Linked DNA regions of Gossypium hirsutum: regions 2 and 3 are each linked to region 1. The links are chromatin contacts, called in public Hi-C maps. All regions are on one chromosome and are shown on one strand. The core of a region is the stretch at or near the end of the contact, and the rest is flanking DNA. Distances in the headings are between cores, read along the strand shown.

Region 1 (5,082 bases), core at 1,822-4,321:
CCGTCTCCAATCTAATTTGGTAGTATTTCTCTGTAGTAGTCTAAACAAACTCCCACTGCATCATTAAGATATAAATATAAGCATTCATCAACCCGAGCAAACCATACTAGAATTTAAATCAACAAAACTACTGTCCCGCGGAGCAAAAGATATGCAATGTGAAAGCCGAAAAATGAGTGCCAGCATAAAAGGAATTTCAAAAATAAAGTTGAGATCATGCCGTGGAAGGAACTCTGTGACAATGCAGAGACGTTGAGGTGAAGTCACAGCTCCCATGAACAGCAGAACATTTGGATGCCGAAGTCTTTTCATCAGAGATACCTTCAAAGAGAAGTCAAAATAGTGAGAGCAGCATTTGAAAGAGGAAGAAAGAAACTCAGAACAATAAAAAATGCAGCAACTTCGGTCTGTTGGCCGGGGCATGTACTACATGACTCCAAAATTACCAAAAAAGCAAAAGAAATCATTTAATGAAGTATGAAAATACAGTGAAAATGAATGTAACAATTAAGCGCACCTCCTGTCTAAAGGCATGTATAATATCATCCGAATATTCCTGCTTTGAAAATACCTTGACAGCAACATCCTGCAATAAAATGAATATGGTTCGTTTATGCAAATAATAAGATGATTACAGTTTTTTTTCCTAGAGCTCCCTACCATTTTCCATTAATCCATGCCACCATCTTTCCATTTTAGGCAAAACTTTACATGAGCATATAGATATGTTAGACAGAAAAAAAAAGAAAAAGGCAAAGTAACAGAAAGGAAACAAAGGAGAAGGAGAACAAGAACGTACTGATCCATACCACAGAGCATGATACACAGTTCCACAAGAACCTGAGAGAAAAAGCAAAGTAACATTAAGTAAATACTAGAAAAATATATATCCATGAAAAACATCATTGAGTAACAGAAACAATCAATAGAGTAAAAACAAAGTAAAACATGGACTGCAAGCTTTGAGTCAATTATCAATTTCTCAGCCACTCGCATAATTGTCTAATGGACATTTGGGTTTCGGTTCATGTGCTTTGATATTAGCCATATCAACAATGAAGATGATAGGATCGGTGTAAAGTTCAATGCATAAAGTAGAGGATCTAGTTATTAACAAGTTCATAATTCCATCACATCTCCCAGTTGCAGTTCAGCAAAAGAATTTACCTTGCCCTATTTGCTCTCCAATCGTCAAGTCTTCCCACAAGATCTCGTAATCTAAACAATCAGAATCCATGTCAACTTTATTAACAGCACTACTGCTGGTGCTTCCACAGCTGCTGGCACTGCTTGTGCTGTTAACATTAATAGATGATGACCAGGAACCCGATGCCTCGTTATTAACAGGTCTATTACCTTCATTAACATGGCCTTCAGTTTTTGCACTAGAATATGAGCACTTGGGTTCAAACGTTTCATTCTCTTGATCATTGCCCAACCAAGGCCAAACAAAACGTGCAGTCCTTGCCTCCAATCCTTCTTGATCATTCCTTTTCCAAGGCCATGATAACCCTTTCCTATTCATTAATGTCATAATCTTTTGGATTGCAGGCTTTCCTTCACTCTCATCACCAGAATCTCTCGAGGTTTTAACTGCAGGCTTCTCCTCAAAAGGAGAAAATACACCAAAGGCAGATGGGTGTACATCTCCCCTCGGTGTACTGGCTGCACTCGAAGTTGCATCTTCTTTATGATCGAAATGTACAGCATCGGACAAAACATGATCAGAATGATGACTATCTCCACTTCCCCCTTCCGGATCAATGCAATTCTCTCCGGTCCTAATTCTGGACTTCACTTTGTTGCTCACCTTGGACGCCTGCATTAGTAACTCTTTCACAATCAACCCAAGACAAACTACAATAACAATAAAAAACCAACCAGAAACTACATGAAAATTAAGGAACCAATACCAAATTCGTTATCTTCAACGCAATTGCAGCTTGCAAAGGTTGCTGAGGATCAAGACCGAGTTTAGCTGAAACAGCATTTTTGGACCGGCTGAAGGTCGAATTTCCTTCAGGTTGCTTTTCAGCCGAAAATGCAACTTGAAAAGGCCGAGAATCACTGGATACACAAATAATTCCAACCAAAGAACCATCATCATCATAAAAAGGAGTATCAGTTACAAGAGCTGAGAACCTCTCCCCCATTTTATTCTTAACAGGAAATTGCCCAGTCCAACTCTCACCCATCATAACACGATGAACTATATTATTCGCCACCGCAAAGTCCCTGGGATCGACAAGAAGTTCAACGGCATCTTGCCCTAAAGCCTCCGCCGCTGAATAACCATAAAGGTTTTCCGCAGTTCGGTTCCTGCAAAAAATGCCCAATTCAATAAGAATGCTACTTACATTTACTAATAACAAAGGTTAATCACTGACTAGAACATTAAAGGCATGAAAGTAACCCTCTTACCAATAAATTATACGGCCATTAAGGTCAAATATATGAACAGATTGTCCCATAGACTGCAAAATATTTAAATACTGACTGTTGGTGAAATTAACGGCAGCCGGACCAGTATTCCGGCCTTCTCCATCACCTCCGCCGCCGCCATTTCCGGTATCACACCTTCTGCTCTCTCTTTGCAACGGCGACGAATGCCGAAACGAGCAAGAACTTTTCTTCAAAGCAGCAGCCGACGTAGCCGCCGCCGCAGCCGAATTCCCCGGGCAGCGGCGGCGTTGAGGGGAAGTAGAGTGGGATCTTTGACGAATGTGGTCGGGCTTTGACTGACCGGCGCCGGATTGTTTTAATCTAGACATTTCTTGCTGGAGATGCTCATGTCCTGCCTCCAGTTCTTGGATCTTCCTCAAAAGCTCATCCGCTGTAGGTGTTTCCATTTTTGCTACTTTTTTCTTTCTTTTTTTTTTTTTTTTTGGTACACTTCACCAAATCAAAAAGTCAAACCATAGGAAGGGGCTTCAAAGTTCAAAGCTTTGATAAGATACAAAAATCTCACTTTCTGTAGAAATAAACAGTCCTCTTTCTCTTTTAAGAGAGGTCTAAGACTCAAAGACTTCAACTATTTCTCTTTTCCTTTTTTCTATTTATCTTTTCTTTTTTTCTTGCCTTTTTCTTTGTTTTGGGACAGTTTCTTTCTGGTTTTTTGTTTTTTTTTTCCTTTTTCGGGTTAATTCCTTATGGTGTTCTCGCATTATATTCTAAATTTTAAATAGGTTTCTAAATTTTAAAATACTTCAATTGGATCCAATTATTAATATTGTATCAATTAGGTGTTTCATCAATTAGGTTTTTAATCATAAAATGTAAAGTTCTAATCTAACATGAAAGTCAATTTAAATATGTATAGTATATTTTAAAAATACATATATACTTTTTTTATGTTGAGCTTTGAGACGATATTGTTAAAAATGATAGCTTTGAATCCCGAACTTAAATTGTAAAATAAACATGAACAACACTAAAAGATAAAAAAATATGAAAACAAAAGCGAAAAAAATATTTACATGTATAAATGATCTTCATGTTAGATACAAGTTGATATTTAACATTCAATTTAATGGTTAGACTAGTGATCTGACTTAATCGATATGATACATTTAGTTTTTGGATTTTTAGCTGATTAGGTTGATTTTTCAAACTTATCCAACAACATTCGATTTTAATCGAATTGACTAACCAAGTTAAGCTTAAACCAAGATTATAAACGATTTAATCAGTAAAACCTTAATAGACACCAACTTAACCGAATGATTGATTAAACCGATTTCAACTCGCCCTCAGATGATACTTCAAAAATCAGGACCAAATTAAAATCAGGTCTATAATACCCGGAGGTGTCTTGAAATTAGACCCTTTATCTCATCGTGAATACCAGATGCTTTAAATACACTAAGGAGTGTCTTATCAGAGAAAAAAAAATAGACTAAGGAGTAGGGTAGCATCCCCACGAGCTAAAATTCACGTGATTGAAATCATCCAATTAAGTGATAGAATTTCAGGTGAATGTCCAATGAATGTAGCGCGTCATCACAAACGCTAACTTCAAGGTTCCTCCTTCGATATGATGTTCCGGGTTTCACTTTTTCGCTAAGGGTAGGGTTTGAGAGGTATTAATTGGACCGACTTTATTTATTACTTAAAAAAAATTAAAACCATCTTCTTCTTCTTTTTTTCCGTTTAACCAACAATCAAATGTTCTAGTTTTGTGGCTTTTTATGGCAAGTAATTTTCTTTCATTATTTGGTCCAAGCTACAAGTTTCCCTTTCAAAGTATAATAAAAGGGATAAAAAAAATATTTAATTTTCAATTCAATAATTTCTCCTAATTTGGTTTTTGCTTCACATTAGTTTTTGAAGTCTCCGTATTCTCTTAAAAGCGTTAAGTCATCATTTACATTTTATAAACAATTCAATTATATATAATAAAAATATTAAAATTTATTTAAAAAGCTATAATAATTCTTAAAAACTATCTTTTTTAAATAAATAAATAAATAACCTTAAAAGTAGATGTCTAGAATAATCTGAATAAATGGAGGTTTGAGTTTTTTTATGGAAGTTCATTCTACATGTATTTTTTAAATAATTTTATATTTTTTTTATAATTTCAAAAATAATAATTTTAAATGAATTCTCAATTTATATAATTTTTTAAATTGAACTATATTTCAACCACATGTCCGTTGAACAACTTTAGTGGTATTCCTTTTGTCAAGCGATCAACTATATTTAACTTTGTACTTATGTGTTTTATGAGCAATTTCATGATTTAATGTGTTCCCTAATTACTAAGTATTTAACGTTAATGTGTTTACTTTAACACATCCCTGCCATATTGTCCTAATATATCCATATGGGTCTAGAGATATGTTGAACACTCCAAAACTCGCAATAAAACTTCCTAACCAAATATCCTGCAAGGTAGCTTCAAAACATGAAACAAGCTTAGCCTCTATAGTAGAGGTTACTGCTAGTGTCTATTCAACAATTCTCCAAGATATGACTCCACTGGCCAACTTAAAAAATATGTAGATGTTGATTTCCAATAATCAGCACAACAAACAAAATCTGAATCTGAATATCTGACAACTTTTAAAATTTTAGATTACC
Region 2 (5,082 bases), core at 1,408-3,907, 370 kb after region 1:
ATTTCCAAGTAGCTTTCTTTGACCATCAATTTCTCATTCATTACTCAACCATTTTAAGCATATGATATACAATTTTAAAAGTCTCATTGAGTAGAATATGAAACCATAGTTTTGTGATTCAACTCTCCACCTTTACCTATTGAGAATATGCCTTAAAGTTCCCATAAAAATGTGATTTTTCCAAAAAAACTTCCCTAACAGTTGAGTCAAAACTACGTATTAACTCACAACCAATCACACTTACGCTTCCCGATTTGTCAGATCTGAGTTGTCGAACGATCAAGATCGAATTCTCTAAGTCATATATGACTAAAGGCTGTTTAGAAAGGGTTTCAAGAAATCTAAAATTTGCTAAAATAATAGTAAAAATTATTGAAAATAACAGCCCCCTTTTGAGGGACCTAGGAGCGGTGCTCTCTCCACCATAGGCAGCCATTTGGGTGGTTTTGGGCCTCAATAAGATTGGGTTTTAAAAGCTGGAAATTCATCGTTTAAATCCTTAAAAATATTTAAAATTTCATATATGGAAATATGAATATTTTATCGAAAAATCCGTCAAGAAAACAAAAGAAAAATGACACTTACTCTAGCTAGAAAGAAGTGACGACAATGGTGTCCTTTGGACAAAAATGGAGACCGATTTTAGGTGCTAATAGTTGCATATTTAAGGCCAGAAAAATATATAAAAATGTTAGCAAATGGGAGGAGGGGGATTGTGCAAAAACCTGTTGCAAAAGGAAGAAAAAATAGGTGATGAAGCTTGGTGATTTGGGCGACGACACACAAAGGAAAAGAAGAGAAAAATTGAAGAGAAGAAAAAGAGAGGAAGAGGGAGGGCAGATAGGGCTGAAAGAATTGATTAAAAGCTGAAAAAATATATAAGTGTTGTCATTAATGAATCAAATGTATTAATGTATAGATCAAGAATCAAATCAACTATTAGATAACAGAGGAAAATGAAAGATTACAGATTGATCATTGGTGTTTAATTTTTACTACTGTACTAGGTAAATTCATATGGTGTTGCTATGTTTAATTATGAAATATTTGAATGGGAATTTATAAAGAAAATTTCAGTAAACTGGTATGATAAAAAAGAGAAAAAGTTTTAAATGGTAAAAGGAAAGTTTGGTTATATGTGTGTTGCCCAAATGAACAAATGATACAATTGGCATGCCAATAGGGGTATTTGTGTGTTGTACGAGATAAAGGGAGATGTGAAAAAGATGAAGAAAGTTTATTGAAGCTTTTTGGAATCTTGTATTTGTTGCGGATTTCCAATTTAATCTTTTCAGAGATTCTGGCGTGTTATCGGGGGAGAATATTCAACCTACAAGCTTTGCACTATGTGCATCTAGCGTGTTATTGGTTGGAAAGCTCTTATGAGCAATCTGAAGTGTTATTGGGGGAGAATATTCAACCTATGGGCTTTGCACTATGTGCGTATGGCATGCTATCAGTTGGAAAGCTCTTATAAGCAATTCGGCGTGTTATTGAGAGAGATTATTTAGTCTATGGGCTTTGCACTATGTGCATCTGACATGTTATCGGTTGGAAAGCTCTTATGAGCAAATTGACGTATTATTGAATAGTTACTCGCATATTCCTTTCTGTTTATATTGATTCATCAAGCTGAATGTTTCTAGAATAGAAATTTTGATGGTATGATTTATATGAATTGAAATAAGGTATAAATGAGTAATGAAATGGTTGGGATACATTATATATTGGAATACGATATTTTCACCTTGTATATGTGGAATGTGTTGGCAAGATAGAGAATGTAGTCAGGTTATACATATATGGACAAATGTTTTGCAAGGTGAGTTTAATGTTTTAAACTTACGAACTTACTAAGCATATTTAGTGCTTAGCCCTTTTAATTTTTCTCTTCTTGTAGAGATTTTGGCAGAACTTGACAGGTGGATTGATCCACAACTCACACTATCCAGCTCTGTTTTGATAGAATTATTTTAACTCTACGCTGGGTCTAGTGACATGTATATACGGTCTACTCAGTAAAATTGAAAATGAACTGAATGATGATGTATTAAATGTTTTGTGTATACATATGTACTCTTTCGTGATGCTTGTTCAATGTTGGCGTAGACAATTAGTACGCTTGAAATGGAAATACCTGCATATGTTAAATAGGTTAACTCATTTTGGGCAATTGGCGGACTTATAAATGTAGATTGTTTGGGTGAATAATAATAATGTAATAAGAACGTGCAGCGAATAATCATTTGGTGGATAAACTTTGGGCAGACATCTTCTAACGGACCACCTTGACGCGTTTCACTTAAAAAATTATTTTTTGAGTAGAATTATAAAATAGAACATTTGTTTAAAACTTGAAGGAGCGTAATAGTACATGAATTAGTAAAAAAAATTTAAATTTTGAAAATTCTTTTGTTAGGATATTTTGTGATTTGATTATTATAAGCTAAGTTATGCTATGAAAAACATGTTTCATATTGTCTTATTTATAATATCTTTATTCATTTTCATCCCTTAACTAAATTTTTTTTATAATTTAATCATTAAACTCAACTATTAAAAAATTCCTTCAAGTCTCAAAGCTAAGAAAAAAAACTTCCACAACATCGTTTACCCAAAACTTTATCAGCATAAGTTATAAATCATTTTTTGTAGTTAAATTGGAGTAATGTAGGATCAATAAACAATAGGCTTGGGTAACTATGCTATCCCTATCCCTCTCACTCCAACAGACGTACTTGTCAAAGCAAAACCACGCCCTTTCCCTTTCCCTTTCCCTCTCTTCCTATATCTCTCATTCACACTGTCTCTCCCATTTTCTTGCTTGCCAAACAGAAGACAAGAAAAAAGCAATAAAGCATGCATTCCACTTTATCTTTCTCTCGAGCTACCACTGTTCCTACAACTAATTACGCCTTCCATTCTCAATCTCCCATCAATCTCCGCTTCTGTGGGCTCAGAAGGGAAGCTTTCGGGATTTCTATTTTGACTCGGTCGAGTTCTGGTCGAGTTCGACTCTCGACTCGTGGACGTTCCAAGAGAATCTCTGCTTCAACTGGAAACAATGGAACTCCTCCAAAATCGTTTGATTATGATTTGATTATCATCGGCGCCGGCGTCGGTGGCCATGGAGCTGCATTGCATGCTGTCGAGAAGGTCATTTTTATTTTATTATTTTTTTCCACTCAATTTTGACGTTATTTATCTTTATCTTTTAACTGAAACTGAAAATCTTTACGTCTTTTTCACTCAATTTTGATGCTATTTTCTTTATCTTTTATCTGTACTGAAAATCTTTATTTTTTTCCACAAAATTTTGACGCTATTTAGCTTTATCTTTGAGCTGAAAATCTGAAACTGTAAATCTTAATGTACTTTTAACTAAAATTTGACTCTATTTAGCTTTATCTTTTTAGCTGAAACTGAAAACCGTTTTGTTTTTTCACTCAATTTTGACGCTATTAAGCTTTACCTTTTAGCTGAAACTGAAAATCATTATGTTTTTTTTCACTCATTTTTTACGCTATTTAGTTTATGTTTTATCTGAAACTGAAAATTTTTATGTTTTTCACTTGGTTTTGATGCTATTCAGCTCTATCTTCTAGCTGAAACTTAATTTCATTATGTTTTTTTCACTCAGTTTGACGCTATATCGCTTTATCTTTTAGCTGAAAGCCTGAAACTTACTTCCTTTCTCTCAGTGGCCTTTTACCTGGTTGTTTAGCAGAACTTCTTTGGAAATGTAATTATTTATAGACAAACCTCTGTAATTTTTCAGTTGTTTATATTTGTTTTTCCTGCTATAAGTGAAGATCAATGGTGCATTGATAGTTGATTGCTGTTTTTCCTATTTTTCATGCAATTAATACTTATAATTTGATTCCTGCTTTAATTTTTCTTGTCATGCTCTGGTAATTGCAGGGTTTGAAAACTGCTATTATTGAAGGCGATGTAGTGGGAGGAACGTGTGTTAACCGAGGTTGTGTTCCTTCGAAAGCTCTCTTGGCTGTTAGTGGTAGGATGCGTGAACTTCAAAGTGAGCATCACATGAAAGCTTTGGGCTTACAGGTAATAATAAGATTGAATTGTTATGATTGCTTGTTTGAGACTTAAGCTGAGGCACACGACTTCTATGTTAGTGAGTATTGGACAACGGTATGTGCCCAACAAGGATATGGTCAGATTTTTTCTAAATTTTTTCATGTATTTGGAGGATCATTGGAGGTGATTTCCCCATATTGTTGTGTTGAGCTCGTGTCAGAAATGAGTGCTTCAAGAAAATTGAAGGGTTGGAGCAAGATAGCATGTCATTGTTTCAAAATATATCAGTATTTGCATTTAAACTGACATGCATTTATGCTCCTAACTGAAAAAAAATGTTGATACTCTCCTAATTTTAATTTGAGCTTCAGTTTATGAGCTGAGTTCAGCATCTGTCATCCTCTGATTATTTCCTTCTGTGCTGTTCTTCATGTTACATATGGTAGGTTTCTGCTGCTGGATACGACAGACAGGGAGTTGCTGGCCATGCAAATAATCTTGCTTCAGAAATTCGAAGCAATTTGACTAACTCAATGAAGGCGCTTGGGGTAGACATTTTAACTGGTTTTGGTACTATTGTGGTAAGCCTAACATACTTTATGTAATAAAATCCATATTCTATAGGTTTTATCATCTCAAGTATCCTTAATTTTCTGTATGTGTATTTAGGGTCCCCAAAAAGTGAAATATGGGAAGGTTGGTTTCACTGACAACGTAGTAACTGCGAAAGATATCATCATTGCTACTGGTTCCGTCCCTTTTGTTCCCAAGGGCATTGAAGTTGATGGTATAGTTTTTGTCTTTGAGATCTTGGTTTTCCATTAAAATTCTAAGGCAGCATAGGCATTTAATGCCATTACTACACTACCCATGATACATCAGATATTGTCTATCTTCGTCCTCTTTTACGTTTTAATCACTATCTGGGACAACATGCATGAGATTTTTGAGTGGTCATATGTTATGTAACAAGAACACATGCATCAGTTCAACCGAGTGAAATGTGGGAACAAAAGTTTGGATAACAATTTCCTAGTTATT
Region 3 (5,082 bases), core at 808-3,307, 280 kb after region 1:
TTCTAGGCCTCAAGAACCCTTTTTGGAGAATATTGACAACTTTCGGCTAGATAGATTTTAGTGGCTCATAATAATGGTGGAAAAAAAATAAATATAAAAATAGAAAAAGGAATTTTATTGAAAGAAAATATGAAGAAACAAAAGCCTAGACTTTCAGGGGGAGAGAAAGATGAATACAAATAGAGTCACTTCACCCCTTATTTATAGTGCTAGGAAGATAGTCTAATTGAACTTAAATTCTAAAAAGATAAATACATTTAATTAAAGATAAATAAAGATAATTGAAATAAAATCCTAAATTTGAATAATCATAATAATTATCTTAATATTTAATTATCCTAATATAAATAAAATGGAGTCTTATAAAATAAAATCTCGTCTTTTTGCGTTTTTAGTCCTTGTGTCGCATATCAGCCCAATGTGTCTCCAAATTCGCACTTTTGTCCCTTAATTTTGCTTTTGCCTCCAAATCAGTTCCTAAAAGATAAAAAGACATAAATAGCTTAAATTAGTAGGATCAAGCTCAGAATAAACACATGATTAATACATAAAAATACGTTATTCTAGAGCATTATCAGAAACTTAACCTCTTACAAGAGGCGTTTTCATCCCATGTTAGTTCAAGATTTTCAACTTCTCCCCCGTGCCACATCAATATAACCGTTTTTGACCTTTTTTTTTTAATTTAAAATTTTTAACCTTTGGATTCCAACTAAAGCATCATATTTAATATTTAAAAATTTGTTGAAAAAAATATATTTACTTGCTTATATGATCTTAATTCAATCATTTGTTTTTATTTTTTGTTTTATAAATTATTTTTAGTGAAAATAATGAAAATAAATTTTTTATTTTCTCAATTTTACATATTTTATTTTTCAAAAATCATTTTTAAAATTTTCAATCGAACATGTTGTCTTTTATATTTTTCATTTTTGAATATTGTAAATAATTGAATTAATTTGAATTAAAATTTATAAGCTTAATCGTTTTTTCCGAAATCAACTTAAATATGTTGGATTTATTTTAGTTTAAGAAAAAAAGAATGTCTCCTTTTCTTATAATAATAAAAAATAATATATATTATATCATAAAAGTTAATAATTAAAAAATAACATCTAATTTAGAATTCAAATCCTAATAACTTTAGTAAATTTTTATGCTAGAAGTTTGCAGTTTAAATTTTCTAAATAAAAATTATATCAACCTTGAATTTGATATATTCAAATGATTTGTTGGGATAAATATTCATCAACTTCGTATCAATGTGTAATTTGATCATAAATTTTAATTTGGTACAATTATATCTATTAAACTTAAATTAGAGTTTGTATGTATATATAAAATTTTAATTTTGATTCAATTGTACACATTTAAAAAAATAAATAGGTACATTTATTTTCATACTAGATTCATTTATTATTTGTATGTACAATATATCAACGTAAAATGATGCTAATTCAATAACGGTGTTAGTGATTTGTGAAAACTGAATCAAATCAAAATTTCATGTAAATAATAGTACAAAATCAAAGTTCATGTATGATATTATACATTGAATTAAAGTTCATTTATAATTTTAATATTTATCCCTTTAAAAATTAATAAAAAAATTAAATTAAAAAAATAAAAATAATTATGCTAATGTGGCAAGAAAGAGAAACTGAAAACGCCAATATTTCCAACAATAGGCATTTTCAGCTATTTTCTTCAAAATCAATCTATTTCCCTAAATTAGAAAAAAATCAGCCTAATTTGCTAGCTTCGTTTTAAAAGTGGTACATATGGCTAATTTTCCCAAAATTCTACAGGTAACAGGAGCTGCAATTAAGACAAAAACCAAAGCCAATAGGGTCCCACTGATTTGTGGGCTTGTCATCTTTTAAGTACAAACAAGCGCACCTCAAATAGCCAGAAAAACCAAAAACCCAGCCCAGCGGAGCCCATAAAACGGCGCCGCTTTCTCAGAGATATCGTCAAAACACGCGCTACCTTTCACGCGCGTAAGTGAGCATCGTAAAAGATATAAAAACGCTGCGTTGAATCCTCGGTTCTCTCATCTTCTTTGTTTTCTCTTCCTCCTTTTATCTCGAGAAATCCCTTCGTTTATTTTTTCTCTCTCTTAAACCCCCAAACAGAAAAACACAAACACACAGAAGCTACCTTCCTAGAATTTTCAAAATAAATATTCGTCATTTCGCGCGTGTCCCTCACTCGCTATCTTCCTTTCGAAATTTTCTCCATTGTTATTGAAATTAAAATTTTAGCTATTATTTTTTCTTCACTCGATCCCCATTCCCACTTTAAATCCTTCCTTTTAAGTTGAAGAAGATAACACTGAAACCTCCAAAACGCGTCGTTTTGCTCCTGAAAAGAATCTTATGCATTGAAGGTAATCTTTCTTATATACCACTTCTTGTTTTTCTATATTTTTTCCTTGTTATTTTTTTTCAAAATTCAATTTATTTTAGTTATTTTGGCTGCAAGTTCTTTGTGCGTGCATCGCACTGAATGTCGAATTTGGTAGTTTTTTTTGGTTTTCTTTTTTAGTTAAGAATTTATTGTTATTGATTGTTAGCAGTGGAAATCTTTTGAATTTAGGGTTTTTGATCTGTTCTTGTTGTTGCGGGCCTTTGCATTGTGGATTTCCAAATGCGCGGTAGAGATTTTCGTGTTTCCGGTGACTGCCCATCCGGTTAATCCACCTGGTACGCTCTGAAGGTATTTTTGCGAATTTTAAATGTTTATGCTTTGATATTGAACGAATTTGAAGTGAATTCCTAAATTGAGGTATCTATTGAGAGAAGCTGAAAGTCACTTTGCTGTTATATTTTGTATATGTTCAACTTGGGGTTTGGAGGGTTTTCGTGTTTGTGCTGAGATCTTAGGTTTTCCCTCTTCTAGATTTTTTACAGTAGTTTTGCGTTGGACTGAAAGGATGGTTTGGTTATAAATGTCATTGCAGTTTTGTTTTTGATGTATTGTTTCCATGTGTGAATAAGATCGAACTTATCGCATGTTATTCTGTTGATTTTATTATTCTAATGTGCAGGTTATATGGCTCTCCAGAAATATGTTCCCTCCAGTGATTCTCCTTCTGTTAGGATGAAGCCATTGAGTTTTTCCACTAAGGTGCGAGCTCAACTTGCAGATGGAGAGACAGATGATTCTAAGAAGCATAACGTAGATGTTGATCTCAGGGAAGTTTACTTTTTGATTATGCATTTCCTTTCAACTGGTCCTTGTAAAAGAACATGTGGACAGTTTTGGAATGAATTGCTTGAAAATCAACTTCTACCTAGAAGGTATCATGCTTGGTATTCAAGGAAAGGGGAAGATAGTGGTCATGAAAATGATGATGGCTTGTCATTCCCTTTAAGTTATGCTCAGTTGGTGGAGAGGTATGATATTAGCTTTTAGTTTTGTTTAACGTGATCATAAGATGTCTATTGAATAGCACATAAGATGTCTATTGAATAGCAGGCTATGTGTATGGTGTTTCAAATGACAAAGGCAACTTATTTTATAACTAAGTAGCAACAGACACTTTATGAGTTTCATGCAGCATTTTATGAAAAAGTTTGACTTGTTTCTTGTGCCATTTATGCTTTTGTAGGAATCCTCACATTGAAAAAGATCACTTGATAAAGCTTTTGAAGCAGTTGTTATTAACTGCACCCTCCCAATCCAAAGACAAAAGTGCAAGACACACTCCAAATGCTGCTGATGTCCCCACTCTTTTAGGAACGGGGCCCTTTTCTCTTTTGAGCTGTAGGTGGCTTTTTTTCAGCCATGAAACATATTCCTTTGCGCTTTAAACTTGGAACTTTATTAGAACAAAAATATCAAGTCCTCATTATTTTTTGGTTTTTGAGATACTACTTCAATGGATTATAAAAGAACTTCTCTTGCCCATTCTTCCAATTTTCTTTTCAGGAATTTTATTCTGCCTCAAATTTTAAGTTATTCTTAAATTTGATTTTCATCTTCTCTCAGATGATGACAACAAAGGAAAAAGTGAAGCCAAACGTCCTCCTGTTCATATGCGTTGGCCTCATATGCATGCAGATCAGGTTCGTGGGCTGGGTTTAAGGGAAATTGGGGGTGGTTTCACAAGACATCATCGGTCCCCATCTATTCGTGCAGCATGTTATGCCATTGCAAAACCATCAACTATGGTGCAGAAGATGCAAAATATCAAGAGGTTGCGAGGGCACCGGAATGCTGTCTATTGTGGTATATCTTTGTCTTCATATTTGCAGTTTGAGCCATGCATAATTCTTTATTGCTGAGTAACCTTCATACCATGTGCTTCAGATTTGGTGTTAATTAGGCTATTTGTTTGTCATAAATTAAGCATGCATGCTTGTTAACCCATCCCCTCCCCCCCCCCCCCCCCAAAAAAAAATATATATATATATATAGGCACACTTGCAGAGAAGGTATTATGTTGATATACTTGTGAGCTCATTAAAGATTCCTTTCCTACGCTTTTTTATGGGTTCTAGCTTTTCTGTGGTCTCTCCTGCTTTTCTTTCTGTATTTGAACGTTTTGAGCAGTTACCACTTTCACTCAAAAGCTCCAACTTGACAAGATTTTTCTTGGCATCATGAACTTGAGTTTGTTTTCTTTTTACTGTATGCAAATTGCAGCAATATTTGATCGATCTGGGAGGTATGTCATTACTGGTTCTGATGACCGTCTTGTGAAAATCTGGTCTATGGAGACTGCATATTGCTTAGCTAGCTGCCGTGGACATGAAGTGAGTTTTATGAGCTATAATGCACTTCTTGCAAATTTTAGTTTTTATTTATTTTCCTATCTGTGGTTTCTTTTAGTTACACGTTACATTATTTCTGTTTGGATGAAAGGGTGACATAACTGACCTGGCTGTCAGTTCCAATAATTTTATGGTGGCGTCTGCTTCGAATGACTGTATTATTCGTGTTGTAAGCTTTCCTGCATCTTACTGATTCTTGTTTCTCTTCCTGCTCAAGAATATTATATTTTTATTCAATGATTGTTATTTTGTTTCCTGCTTGCTGACAGTGGCACTTGCCAGATGGGCAACCAATTTCAGT

The links. Hi-C and Micro-C count contacts between places; a contact is called where the count stands out from the background.
Region 2: a Hi-C map of leaf shows a contact between it and region 1, with 2.0 times the contacts expected there. The contact joins the promoter of LOC107888950 here to the promoter of LOC107888960 in region 1. A contact is called at or near these places in 2 of 34 Hi-C or Micro-C datasets (leaf and seedling).
Region 3: a Hi-C map of leaf shows a contact between it and region 1, with 2.2 times the contacts expected there. The contact joins the promoter of LOC107888953 here to the promoter of LOC107888960 in region 1. A contact is called at or near these places in 11 of 34 Hi-C or Micro-C datasets (callus, hypocotyl, leaf and 2 more).

Annotation. Positions count from the first base shown.
Region 1 is chrA09:57,396,155-57,401,236 of Gossypium_hirsutum_v2.1, reverse strand. It overlaps LOC107888960 (serine/threonine-protein kinase EDR1), which reads right to left and starts at 3,071. Exons shown (of 13, transcript XM_016813237.2): 1 at 2,422-3,071; 2 at 1,914-2,319; 3 at 1,168-1,819; 4 at 800-840; 5 at 518-586; 6 at 221-321; 7 at 1-55. The coding sequence starts at 2,849.
Region 2 is chrA09:57,030,429-57,035,510 of Gossypium_hirsutum_v2.1, reverse strand. LOC107888950 (dihydrolipoyl dehydrogenase 2, chloroplastic) reads left to right here and starts at 2,657. Exons shown (of 15, transcript XM_016813224.2): 1 at 2,657-3,156; 2 at 3,922-4,068; 3 at 4,488-4,622; 4 at 4,711-4,828. The coding sequence starts at 2,860.
Region 3 is chrA09:57,116,430-57,121,511 of Gossypium_hirsutum_v2.1, reverse strand. LOC107888953 (bromodomain and WD repeat-containing protein 1) reads left to right here and starts at 2,057. Exons shown (of 25, transcript XM_041077734.1): 1 at 2,057-2,392; 2 at 2,602-2,721; 3 at 3,053-3,401; 4 at 3,617-3,771; 5 at 3,997-4,236; 6 at 4,654-4,763; 7 at 4,873-4,950; 8 at 5,051-5,082. The coding sequence starts at 3,058.